3 separate regions of the Mus musculus genome follow, and regions 1 and 3 are each linked to region 2. The links are chromatin contacts, called in public Hi-C and HiChIP or PLAC-seq maps. All regions are on one chromosome and are shown on one strand. The core of a region is the stretch at or near the end of the contact, and the rest is flanking DNA. Distances in the headings are between cores, read along the strand shown. Region 1 overlaps Dgkh (diacylglycerol kinase, eta). Region 2 holds the start of Dgkh (diacylglycerol kinase, eta). Region 3 has its middle 58 kb from the start of Dgkh.

Region 1 (3,482 bases), core at 567-3,066, 40 kb before region 2:
CCAACCCCCACAAAAAGAATCTCATTGTTTTAAATATTTACACCTCAGCTAAAACCTCACAAGCACTTTTACACACAGCACTGAATAGCAGATGGGATCATTTCCTATGATGCAGGAGCTAAGAAAGAGCAGACTGTACTATTTATGTTTGCACAACAAGAGGATGAACAGCCAGCAAAGAACATCCAAGAGATACCTGTGAATAAACACAGCCCAGACAAATTGTCTCTTACATCCATTTTATGCCTCAAGTATCTGTCAACACATAAAGAACACATGTGTGCACACACCTTCATGCCACATACTGAATGTGCTCACATGGACACCGATAAATGGGAGCTCTTTTATTACTGAGAATCATATCTACATTGGGATTAAGGTTTATGAGCCATCTCCATCTGTAGCCATGACCCCACTTCAGTCTGTGTTGGTTGGATCCATTCACTTCCTCCTCCTGGGATGCTCAACACTCCTCCTGGCTCCCTCACACTTCTCGGCACTGGTTTTAAAGGTTGTTTTGGTTTGCCTGCTTATTGATTTTGAGTATTGTGTGAGCCTGTGAGCGTTTATGTATACACATTCCTGAAGGAGGAATTCACAGAGGAGAGCATTGGGTGCCCTGGAACTGAGTTACCTGCACTGTTTGCACTGCCCCAGGAATGCTGAGAACTGAACTTGGGTCCTCTGCAAGAACATTAAGTACTCTTAACCACTGAGACATCTTTGCAGCCCCTTCATGGGGGCTTAGGGGACGTAGTATCAGATCCACTTTTATTTGTCTTGAAAGGGTCTAAAGGAGGAAAAATAGCTGGCTATAGGGTATTTTTCTCTCTTTTAAGAGGGATGGAACTTGTTTTGTGTCGGTATTTCTCTTAAGCCTTTGGAGACTGTTCTAGCAATCCAGGCTCTTTGAAGAAGGTGTTCAAGAAGAAAAATCAAGGAAAGGAGAGCAGCAAATAAGAGGGTGTGGGCAGTGGGACAAGCTGGGGTTGCAGGGGCAGCCGGCTGGTAGGTGCTGGAAGATATGCAGAACCCCAGGTCAGAGCACAGAAAGGGCTAGGTGCCCTCCTGGTGATGCCAGGCTAGGTTAACTCCCATCCCCAGCAAGCACCCAGCAAGCAGTTCATCCTGCCTCCCTCCCTGGTTCCCTGGCTCCCCCACGGCCCTGTGAAGTGGCTCTGTGAATCTGGACCCCTGCATTACTGCACAACCCAGTGTGGTTTCTCCATCTGAGTATCACAGACGAATAAAACAGAAAGGAAGGGTGGCCCGCCTGCAGGGCACTAAAGGAAAGGTGTGGCCCTGTCCTCTCCCATCTTATTGCCACTTCCTGGTGTCACCACCTTCCTTCTGTCACAACAGGGCAGATCACTCTGGGCAGATCAACTCTGGATTTAATTTGCAAGTTCCTTCAGGCAAGATCTCATTCTCTCCTTAGTAGTTTGTTTTGTTTCTTTCATTTTGATATTTGCTTGTTTATTTTTGTTTTCTATTTTGCTCAACCGTTCCTAAGTGCTGACAACTGGCAGCATATTTACTGAATGTCATCATTAAAATAAACATCCTTTTTTGAATTCATTAATCTTTAAAATTCACATGATCTGAGCAGTTTTTGTTTGTACGGAGCCCTGAAGTACCACATATGTTCCTGAAACTACTACTGTTGCTGTAGCTGAGGTAGAAATTTCTAGAACTCATTTCCTAAAACTGAAATAGAACAAGGCTTTCAGCAGTAAGAGCCCCTGGCATAAACGATTTTAGCTCTCCATATTCCCAAAGCTCGAGAACTGGCTGACTATTCATGCCCACACTTTTGCTCACAAGATTCAGGAAGTCCTGTGCCGGGCCCTGGGGATGCTTTAAAGCAAATGAGGACAGTGTGGAGGCTTTAGTGCGAAAGCAAATGTAAACTGTAAGGATAAAGAGTCTGGGAATTTGGTGACACTCCCCTGAGAAGCCCATATCCACACTTGGGTATGTCTTAGTCTTTCTTTTAGCACCTCTTCAAGGTTTATGCTGAAATTTCCTTTTAATAAATTTATATATAGAGAGAGAGACGTAGAGAGAGAGATGTAGAGAGAGAGAATAGAGACTTGAATTGCTGTCCTTAATAATGGGCATCAAATATTGGCTGCCTTCTCTGAACGAAGTAGAGTGGTCCACCTAGATAAAAATGATTATTTGAAATTATTAAGAGCCATGTGTGGTGGCATACACTAGAGCTTCGGATTAAAGGCTATATAGTAAGACCCTAGCCCAAATTTACAAAATATCAATTGACGCTTTGGATGCTAACATTATTTTGCAGACATTAATTTTGCTCTAAGACAAGCAATGGGAGCCAATCATGTACAGTCTCAGACACAGGCAAGTTTAGTTTACTGTGAAGTTTAAAAAAGCCTCTGCTTCAGAAACACAGTAACTCTCTCTCAAGAGAAGAGAGCTGGTGGGGCTGGAGAGATGGCTCAGTGGTTAGAGTTTTTGTAGCGAACCTGGGATTAGTTCCTAGCACCCACAAGGCTCACAATAGTCTGTAACTCTGGTTCCAGGAGATCCAACACCATCTTCTGGCTTCCTCGGACGAACAAATAAAAAAACTAACTGGGGAAGAGCCTGCTCTAACTAACACTGCAGACCCGGCTTCTCCTTCACCCTGAAGTGCTTGCCCTCAGTAACTTGTAGAGAATGTCGCTCTCACGGGAAGATTTCTGGAGATCGCTCTCTGAAATGAAAACCGCTCTCTGTTTCATTATGCCAACCATGACCCTCACTTGACATATTTTATTTAAATACTGCCCATGTGTGGGTTTCTGAAATCACAGTGTAAATGCCGGAGATGTGGGGAAGGTGGGGGTCATGTCTCTGGAACTCCCAGAAGGCAGAGCCCCGTCCCCACAAGCACTCACCAGCCTTTAGGATAGGAAAGACAGCACTTTCTAAGAACAGAATCTGGCCAACCCAAAACCAGGCCTTTTAACACCTCCCCTAAACCCATCCATCTGACCCGAAGCCGTGAGTTGTTCTGTAGACCCAACCATATCAACAAGTCTGAAGTAGTGGGTACAGTAAGGATGGAAGAACCTGAAGTATAGCATGAGGCAGCACTTAATTTTTCTATTTGGGTAAAACAGACATTAAATTACCAAACACAATATGGAAAATTAGGCCAACCCAGCAATTCTCAACAATAAAAAAGAAAAAATCCAACAGACAATAGAGCAAACCTCAGAGAGAAAAAAAAATGGAACGGAGAATGAGGAGACTAGAAGACATGGCTCAGTGGACACCTGCCAACCAGCCTGAGATCCCTAGACCATACAAGGGGAAACAGAACGGAATTCTCCAAGCTGTCCTCTGACCTCCGCACAGGTGTCATGGCACAGGTCCACAGGATACATGTCACATGCACACACATACATGAACAGGTTTTCAAATGAAGAAAGAGAAAGAGGAATCAAAAATATTATAATCAGCCATGTTAT
Region 2 (3,810 bases), core at 800-3,299:
AATAAAATCACTCATGAGAACTTTTTATGACACACACTTGAATAGATGTCAACCTTCAGCTATAAAGTAAGGTTCTTGGGGACAAAGCTTGTCTGAGAGTTAACAGCTTGCCCAACAATCTCAGAACACGATAGGTGTTGGATAAGAATATCTGCTGAACTAATAAAATGCCTTAGCCACTTACATACGCCAAGTTTTGAAGAGTTCAACATTTAGCCACTGCTCCTGCTCCATCTCGCTTCTCTGTGAAGGTTTTAGCTTTAAACGTTCATGTGGCGAGACTAGCACTGAAGATTTTCTAGGAGAATAAGAAAGCACTCTGTTTCTTAGCACTTTGGAGAAGAAAGCCGGAGGTTCTCTAATTTTCTAACTGCGGTGAAGTCCTAGCATTCAGCACCCAAAAAGCACTACACATGACTTGGAGCTTCCCGCTGTAAGTGGTGGAAGCTGATAGGATTTTATTTAGTAAAGTTCAAAACAGGTCGCTGGATTTCATTCCCAATGATCTTAAATGTCAAGACTGAATGAATTGTATTTTTAACCAAGAATAGCTTACTCCCTAATGATGATCGCAATAGAACACGAACAGATGGGCTACCTAACGTGCAAACTCACAAAAGCAAAAGCAGTTGCAGATGGATCAAAGTCGAAGGACACTCCTGAAAGGTCAGGAAGCAGGAGGCAGCGAATCGTACCCTGGCAAACCGGCTGGAAGTCTATGGGTAAGAAAAGGAGAAGCAAGCCTGGCACCTGACCTACAAGCTCTCAACAGGCAGAGGGCCCGCCTGAGCAGACTCAGGAAGTCCCTGGGAAAACATCATCAGAACAGCACCGCAGCAAGGATGAAGCCAGAAATTTTGGACCAGGCTTTTGAGACGGTTCACAACGTCAATCAAAAAGGACTAAGAAATACGTAGATAGGGTATGCAGAGCCAAAATTCATTGCCCACTCAAGATTACAAGGGTCTACGCAGGACGGGGATTCCTGGGAGGAATCCCTGAAGGGATGGATGGATAACAGACGGCTCAGTTTGAGGTGCAAGAAATAAGTTAAAGGAGTTTAGGGAATAAATCCAAAGACCTCGACTCTTCTCACACGCAACACTCTGAGCCCCTAAAGTGACTCAATCTACGCGTGGCGTGTGCTGTGAGATCCAGGCGAAAGCGAAGTTAGCCGGTGGCTGGATCCCGGTCCAGGTCCCCTGACCCTCGGAACTGTTCAGGGCAGCCGCGGCCACTCGAGTCGGAGGCGTGGCTCTGGGCTTCTGGCAGCCACCAGCCTCCACAGGCGGCGGTCCTTGGGAACCTGCGTGCCCAGGTGACTGCCAGGGCGCGGTCAAGAGGTGAGCCCCGTCTCCTCCCGGCGCCACCCGCTGACCGCGCAACCCCGTCGCCTCCACTCCCCGGGCCGCCGCGCCACACTCGGGAATGAAGTGCAAAGTTGGGAAAAGGATGAAGCGCGGAAACGGTCCTCTAAGGACCGTCGCCAGAGGCCGACCGGACAAAGGCGCTTCGGGCGGCGAGCAAGGAGGAGCCCGGGCGCCGGAGGAAGCGCTGCCCCGGCTGGGAAGCAGCTGGGGACCTCATCCCGGACCGCTTCCTGAACGGAACATGGGCCGGGAGGGGGAGGCAGGGAGCAAGGACAAGCGGGAGGGGTGGGCGCGGGCGCGGTACCCACCGGTTCCTCCCAGGCCGGGCTCTGGGCTCCAAGCACGGGGCGCACGTGCTGAGGCTCCATCGCGCCGGCCCGCGCCCGCTGGCCGCCGGGGCGCACGGACACCGGCCCCCGCTGCCGCTGCCGCTGCCGCCGCCGCTGCCGCCGCCGCTGCCTGCGCCTCCCTCGCTGGGATCGCTGTCGCTGCCGCCGCCGCTGCCTGCGCCTCCCTCGCTGGGATCGCTGTCGCTGCCGCCCTGGCTCCTGCCCGGGGCCAGCCACGGGCCCTCCCGCGTTCTCTGGCTTCCGCCGCGCTCGCCCGCCCCCGCGCCGGTCCCTTCCTCCGCCACCGCCTCCGCAGCCGCCTGAGTCCCGCTCCACGGCGCGGCGGCGAGCGCTCGGCTCCTCAAGCCGCCGCCGCCTCCCACGGCCGCAGAATCCGCCCCTCTCTCTCTCCTGTCTCCGCCTCCGACTCCCTCCCCTTTTCTCCCGCCGTCCGCCCCTCCCCCAGCGGCCCCTCCCGGCGGGCGGCCCGGGACGCACGTGACCCCCCTGCCAGGCCATATAAGGCGCGGAACCGAAAGCAGCCACCGGGTGGTCACGGGCACCGGGCAGTGGTGCGGCTAAAAGAGGCAACCGCGCCGCGGGGCCCGGATCGCCAGAAGAATCGGGGGATGTCGGGGATGAGTAGCTTGCGCCGGACGAGCGGAACCTGGCACCCTTTCCCCTTGGCATCCCTCGCCACGGGTGCCTGTAGCCCCCGACGGCCGCCTCGGGAGCTAAACCTGGAGCCAATTGCCCAGGACAGTACCTGGCTTCAACAGAGCGAGGCTGCGCTTCGCACCCCTGAGCCACTCCCAAGCACCTATTCCGGCAGCTGAGATGTCTGGCTGGGCTGTCTGGGGAGCCCTGCTTTTGTTCATTTTCTATGGCTGAAAGATTTCGTGGAAAGAAAACCAGCTAAGGAGCCGGTCTGTGGTCCGCTGTGAGCGCTCTGCTCAAATTAGGGACAGGGGCAGTTCCGAGAGAGAGCTCAAATGTCAACTGTCTCTCCTGCTGCTCTCCGGGAAAAAGAAAATGAAAATTGCAACAAGCAATTTTTTAAATCATCTTTCCTGAAATCATCTTTACTGGCAGTGAAGATGGTTTCCATCTAGTTGCAAACCGAGCAGTGACTGCATTTGCATGGGTCATTTCCTCTCTCGTGGACTTCAGACTCCTGCCAGCACCATCTTCTGGCCCTTAGTCTGGTAGACAGATGAATTCACACGTTTTGAAACCGAAAAATCAAAACACTACTTGATCCAGCATGCTCCCACGTCATACTAATTTCCGAGGCTAATATTCCGCTGAAGCTACACTCATAAAGGTCACCTAAGGATTGTGGAGAGAGCTAAGCCACTGGATGGTTTCCAGCCCTCACTTTCTATAACTTGACTGACTAAATTTGCATTCCTGAATCTCTCCTTTAAATGGGCCCTTGGACTGTTGGGTCTTCTTTGTTAGTGACTATGCTTTGTTCAGTGGCCTCCAACCTGCTGCCTAAATAGCCTGTCCTTCATTTACTTTGAATGAGGTTTAAGTGGGGTGAGTGAGCAGTCTGACCATGCTGCGTTTACCTCAGCCCTGGGATCACAGCTGAACACTGGGGCTCACTCAAAACCAGCCCTTCATTCCATCTAGGTGAGCATTCTACCTGCCGACTGAGCTATCCCAGACCGGAAGCGAACTTCTCTTTTTCAAGCATATTGTTACTTTTTTTTTTTTTGACTTTTCTTTTTCACTTAGGTGTCTGTGTCTGTGTGTGGGTTTGCGCATATGAGTGCGAATTCTCATGGAGGCCAGAAGCATCCAGTAAGTATCCCTGGAGCTGGAGTTAGGAGGCACCCAGTGTGGGTGCTCCAAACCAAACGCCCTGTCCTCGGCAAGGCAAGGACAGTGTGTGCTCTTAATCACTGAGCCATCTCTCCAGCCCAGAAGCCAGCCAACTTCCTAACCAGGAATGTCTACCTTTATCCCCCTGGCCTTATTTTCAGCCTGTGTAAAACAATGTGCTTTCCTGACAGCTGACTTTTCTCTCTAGTCTTACGTAAATGTCACCACAATTCACTTAGTCATGCAAAGGAGAAAAAAAAAAGCCTGGGTTCCTCCCTTCT
Region 3 (3,753 bases), core at 475-2,974, 58 kb after region 2:
GATCTTTTTTCTTCTCCCTTTTTCCTCTTTTTCTTCTAATCTCTCTCCAGGTATTCCTACCTAACCTTAACTTTTCCTCGGGTTCAAGACCCTTGGAAAGGCCTGTATACTTACCGTTTCTCCTTGTTCCTACTCTCTCTCTCCGCTTTACTTCTGATAGACTGTCCTGAATTTCCTCTAGAATTTTTAGCCCTGCCTTAAGCACTATATAACATGTGAAAAGGAACAAAAGGGCTCCTAACACTAGAAAAAATTCAAGGCCAAACATTTTCCACTTTACTTCTGATAGACTGTCCTGAATTTCCTTAGAAAGTTCAAGATCAGACTTACCTCGTTCCCCAGCTGAAAAGTTCTGAATTCATACAGTTGAATCCTTCTTAACAGTCTGCTTTACGGGAACCTTTATCACCGTCGTTCCCCAGCTGATGAGTTCTGAATTCGGCAGTTGAATCCTTCTCAACAGTCTGCTTTACGGGAACCTTTATCACCGTCGTTCCCCAGCTGATGAGTTCTGAATTCGGCAGTTGAATCCTTCTCAACAGTCTGTGTTACGGGAACCTTATAACCTTGATTCGCAGTTCTGGTTCTGGAATGAAGTATCCCTCCTGCGCCAGTCCGGAGTTTTTTCTCGTCCCGGATTTTCTCGTCCCGGAATTCGGCACCAATTGTTATTCGACGCGTTCTCACGACCGGCCAGGAAGAACACCACAGACCAGAATCTTCTGCGGCAAAGCTTTATTCTTACATCTTCAGGAAAAGAGAGCAAGAAGCAAGAGAGAGAAAAAACGAAACCCCGTCCCTCTTAAGGAGCATTCTCCTTCGCCTCGGACGTGTCACTCCCTGATTGGCTGCAGCCCATCGGCCGAGTTGACGTCACGGGGAAGGCAGAGCACAAGTAGTCATAAGATACCCTTGGCACATGCGCAGATTATTTGTTTACCACTTAGAACACAGGATGTCAGCGCCATCTTGTAACGGCGAATGTGGGGGCGGCTCCCAACAATATGTAATACTACGTAAATACTGTGAATCGTTATTTTTATTATTATCATCATCATCATCATCATTATATGTTTTTAAGGAAAGAATAGTAAGTATAAAAGACTAGACATATTCAGTATAGAAGTAATCACTTTAAAATATGTTTTTACTAAGAGCTGGCTGAATTCACGATGTGGAAATTGGGTACATAGAAGATCAAACTTACACAATATAAAGTATACGTGCAGGCTTAGAGCAAATTGGGAAACAGATGCAGGGTACAAATGATAGAAGGTGGTGATGTCATATTTATCACTGATCAGAGCCTGTGTGCAACATGATACATTGGCTAGATTGTATTGCACCCTGGACAGAAAGGGAATTACCCAAGCCAGTCTTGGCTCAGTTACAAAGTGTTAGCTTTCCCTAGTCAGACTCTGACTCTGAACGTTCCTGCCTAGAGGGCTGGAAATCTGTTTCCTACAGGTAGAAGGATCCTAAAGTGAAGAGAGGAAGCATGAAGTAGAGCCATTTAGATTCAGCCTCTTTGTGTAAACTCATACATCTTCCTTTGTGGAGGACCCAAGGATCCTGGCTGCAGAGAAAGCAGGAGTTATCCTTAATGGATGTGTTTGCACAGGAAATGTAAGGTGGGAGAGCCCCCTTAGCAGCCCCAGCACTTGGTTTCCATGTCATCTACAGAAGAGGAAGCACAGCAGAGGCAAAAGAGAAGCAGAAAAAACAGAAGTAGAGCAGATGAGAGATTCAGGGGAAGACCCATGCCTGTCTTCTCCCGCTGTTTCCCCAGTGAGTGGAGTTCTGCCCATTTTGCTAAATGTTATGGAAATGGACACAACTGGAGCTCTGTTCAATCTATTTTTCCTCTGAGCTGTACCTTCATTAGAGCTGCAGTATTCTATAGTGCTTAGTCCTGGCTTGTGTTCTCCACAATGCAGTTCCCGAAGTACACACTTAAGTACAAGGGAGAGTGGCTCAGAGAGGTATGAGAGAGGAGAGTGAAGCAGGACAGGGATACAAGCACATTGCATCCTCTCTCAGGATGCTGAACTGCCTTGTGAAACCAGGGCTGTCCCTCCAGTCCCACCCCAGCCCCATGGGGGAAGCATTAGGCACAGTTCTCCTCCCTTAAGAATTCTGCCCTGTCCCCACAGGTGGTTTGTCTGCCAGAGTGCTTCTACTACACTCTGCCTCCAGGTCAACAAATGAGCCTGAGACTGCCTTGTTCCAAGGACAGATGCTACCAGATCATGTTTGCAGGAAACTGTAGCCTGCACACACAGAGTTGCCATGGAAGGAGCCGGACTATGAAGCAGGTGAGGCCTGGACAATCTGAATGGTGACCAAGAAATGCTGGCAGCAAACCCCTCACACTGTTGTAAGTAAACCAACGCTGCTGGCTCCTGATAAAGTTCAATGCATGTTTCTATTAAAACACACTACCCAATCCTTCATTATTCAGTTCTAAACAAACTTTCCCAAATAGTTCAAAATGAAGTTATTCTTGGAGTATTTCTGAAAATATTATGGTTGCAAAGTCCATCTTATCCAGGGTTTACAAAATAATAAAGCATCTACAAGCAGCTCATTATACTAAGGGATTAACAAAGAACCCCTCTCCTGAAACAAGTTGTTAGTCCTATAAAATATTCACTATGATAGCCATAAGCTGATATTTTAGAACCATCTGTCAACCCAATGAGAACTCAGAAGGAACCACCGTAAGAGGTTGGTCACCTAAGAGAGCTCCTCCGTCCAGCTCTCTTGAGCATCATTTTCTTTTGATTTCATACATGTTATTGATTTCCTAAAGTTGATTCCTTTTGGGTAAAGACACCTTCTCCTTTAGGGTCTGTACCAATTTTTAATCAACAACTGTGCTCTATTTATTTGAAATCCTTAGAATGGTTTCTCTTTAAAATTTAAAAGATATATATATGCAAATGAGCATTTTGCTTACACAAACGCCTGTGCACTGTCTGCATGCCTGGTGCTTAAGGAGGCCAGATTAGGGCATCACATCCAGTGGACCTGGAGTTACAAATGGTTGTGGCTGGAACTGGAGTTGCAAATCATTGTGAGGTGCTGGGAACTGAACCTGGGCCACCTGCAAAAGCCGGAAGTGCTCTTAACCTCTGAGCCATCTCTCCAGATTGTTCCTGTTTGCCTAAATGGACACTACCTAATATATGGGTACCACAAGGGTACGAATGTGCCCCCTTCTGCATGTATGCATGTTTGCCTGTGCATGTCTGTCTGTCTGTCTGTCTCTGCTCCGGTGTACTCAATTCTTTCAGTTTGCATGTATCTCAGTTTCTTCCAAGTGATGGGATACTTTGGCAATCTCTATGATATGCTCTTCTTTAGTCATGTGATCACAACTCCACCCACTCATTTGTTTCAATGTCTATCAGTTACCTACAGTGCTGCAGCTAACGGGCTGCGTGCACATGTGCATGCTTGTTCGAGATAGATTTGTAGGACGACATGGAATTTCTGGATTGCTCTAGATTTACCGTGTGTATTAAGGACCCCGCCTCTGCCTTGTGGCCTACTTCTGGTAACTAGGTCAGAGTTGTTATTTTCCATGTGGAAATCCTTGTCTTTCTCTCATCAATGCTCTAATCTCCAAAGAACTAAAACTGACCTTTTCTGTGATCACAGCTACCTACAGACACAGACAGACAGGCAGGCAGGCATACAGACAAAATTAAATTACAGCTAAATTTCCTGCCAGGTTCATTGCTACCTTGC

The links. A called contact is a pair of places that touch in the nucleus more often than the background predicts. HiChIP or PLAC-seq counts read pairs in DNA pulled down with a chosen protein or histone mark.
Region 1: a contact with region 2 is called in a Hi-C map of bone marrow, with 2.2 times the contacts expected there. The contact joins the enhancer-like site here to the promoter of Dgkh in region 2. A contact is called at or near these places in 15 of 484 Hi-C or Micro-C datasets (CD4 T cells, CD8 T cells, Th1 cells and 11 more), 11 of 115 datasets of contacts at active chromatin or transcription factors (bone marrow-derived macrophages, craniofacial prominence, effector CD8 T cells and 5 more) and 3 of 9 other capture datasets (adipose tissue, liver and pancreatic islet).
Region 3: a contact with region 2 is called in an H3K4me3 HiChIP or PLAC-seq map of bone marrow-derived macrophages, with 2.6 times the contacts expected there. The contact joins the enhancer-like site here to the promoter of Dgkh in region 2. A contact is called at or near these places in 1 of 15 datasets of contacts at CTCF or cohesin (pro-B cells), 3 of 484 Hi-C or Micro-C datasets (bone marrow-derived macrophages and nephron progenitors), 4 of 115 datasets of contacts at active chromatin or transcription factors (bone marrow-derived dendritic cells, bone marrow-derived macrophages and embryonic stem cells) and 2 of 9 other capture datasets (adipose tissue and liver).

Annotation. Positions count from the first base shown.
Region 1 is chr14:78,690,970-78,694,451 of GRCm38.p6, forward strand. All of the region lies in intron 2 of Dgkh (diacylglycerol kinase, eta), which reads right to left. Among named protein-coding and RNA genes, the nearest start is that of Dgkh, 40 kb to the right of the region's middle. Within about 2 kb of position 1,817, at least 34 of the 459 cell types and tissues checked have an H3K27ac peak or open chromatin away from gene starts, as enhancers often do. A contact at or near this core is called in CD8 T cells, Th1 cells, bone marrow and 4 more, where this site is marked.
Region 2 is chr14:78,730,680-78,734,489 of GRCm38.p6, forward strand. It overlaps Dgkh (diacylglycerol kinase, eta), which reads right to left and starts at 2,050. Exons shown (of 30, transcript NM_001081336.2): 1 at 1,679-2,050. The coding sequence starts at 1,738.
Region 3 is chr14:78,788,872-78,792,624 of GRCm38.p6, forward strand. No RefSeq gene overlaps it. Among named protein-coding and RNA genes, the nearest start is that of Dgkh, 58 kb to the left of the region's middle. Within about 2 kb of position 1,725, at least 13 of the 459 cell types and tissues checked have an H3K27ac peak or open chromatin away from gene starts, as enhancers often do. A contact at or near this core is called in bone marrow-derived macrophages and pro-B cells, where this site is marked.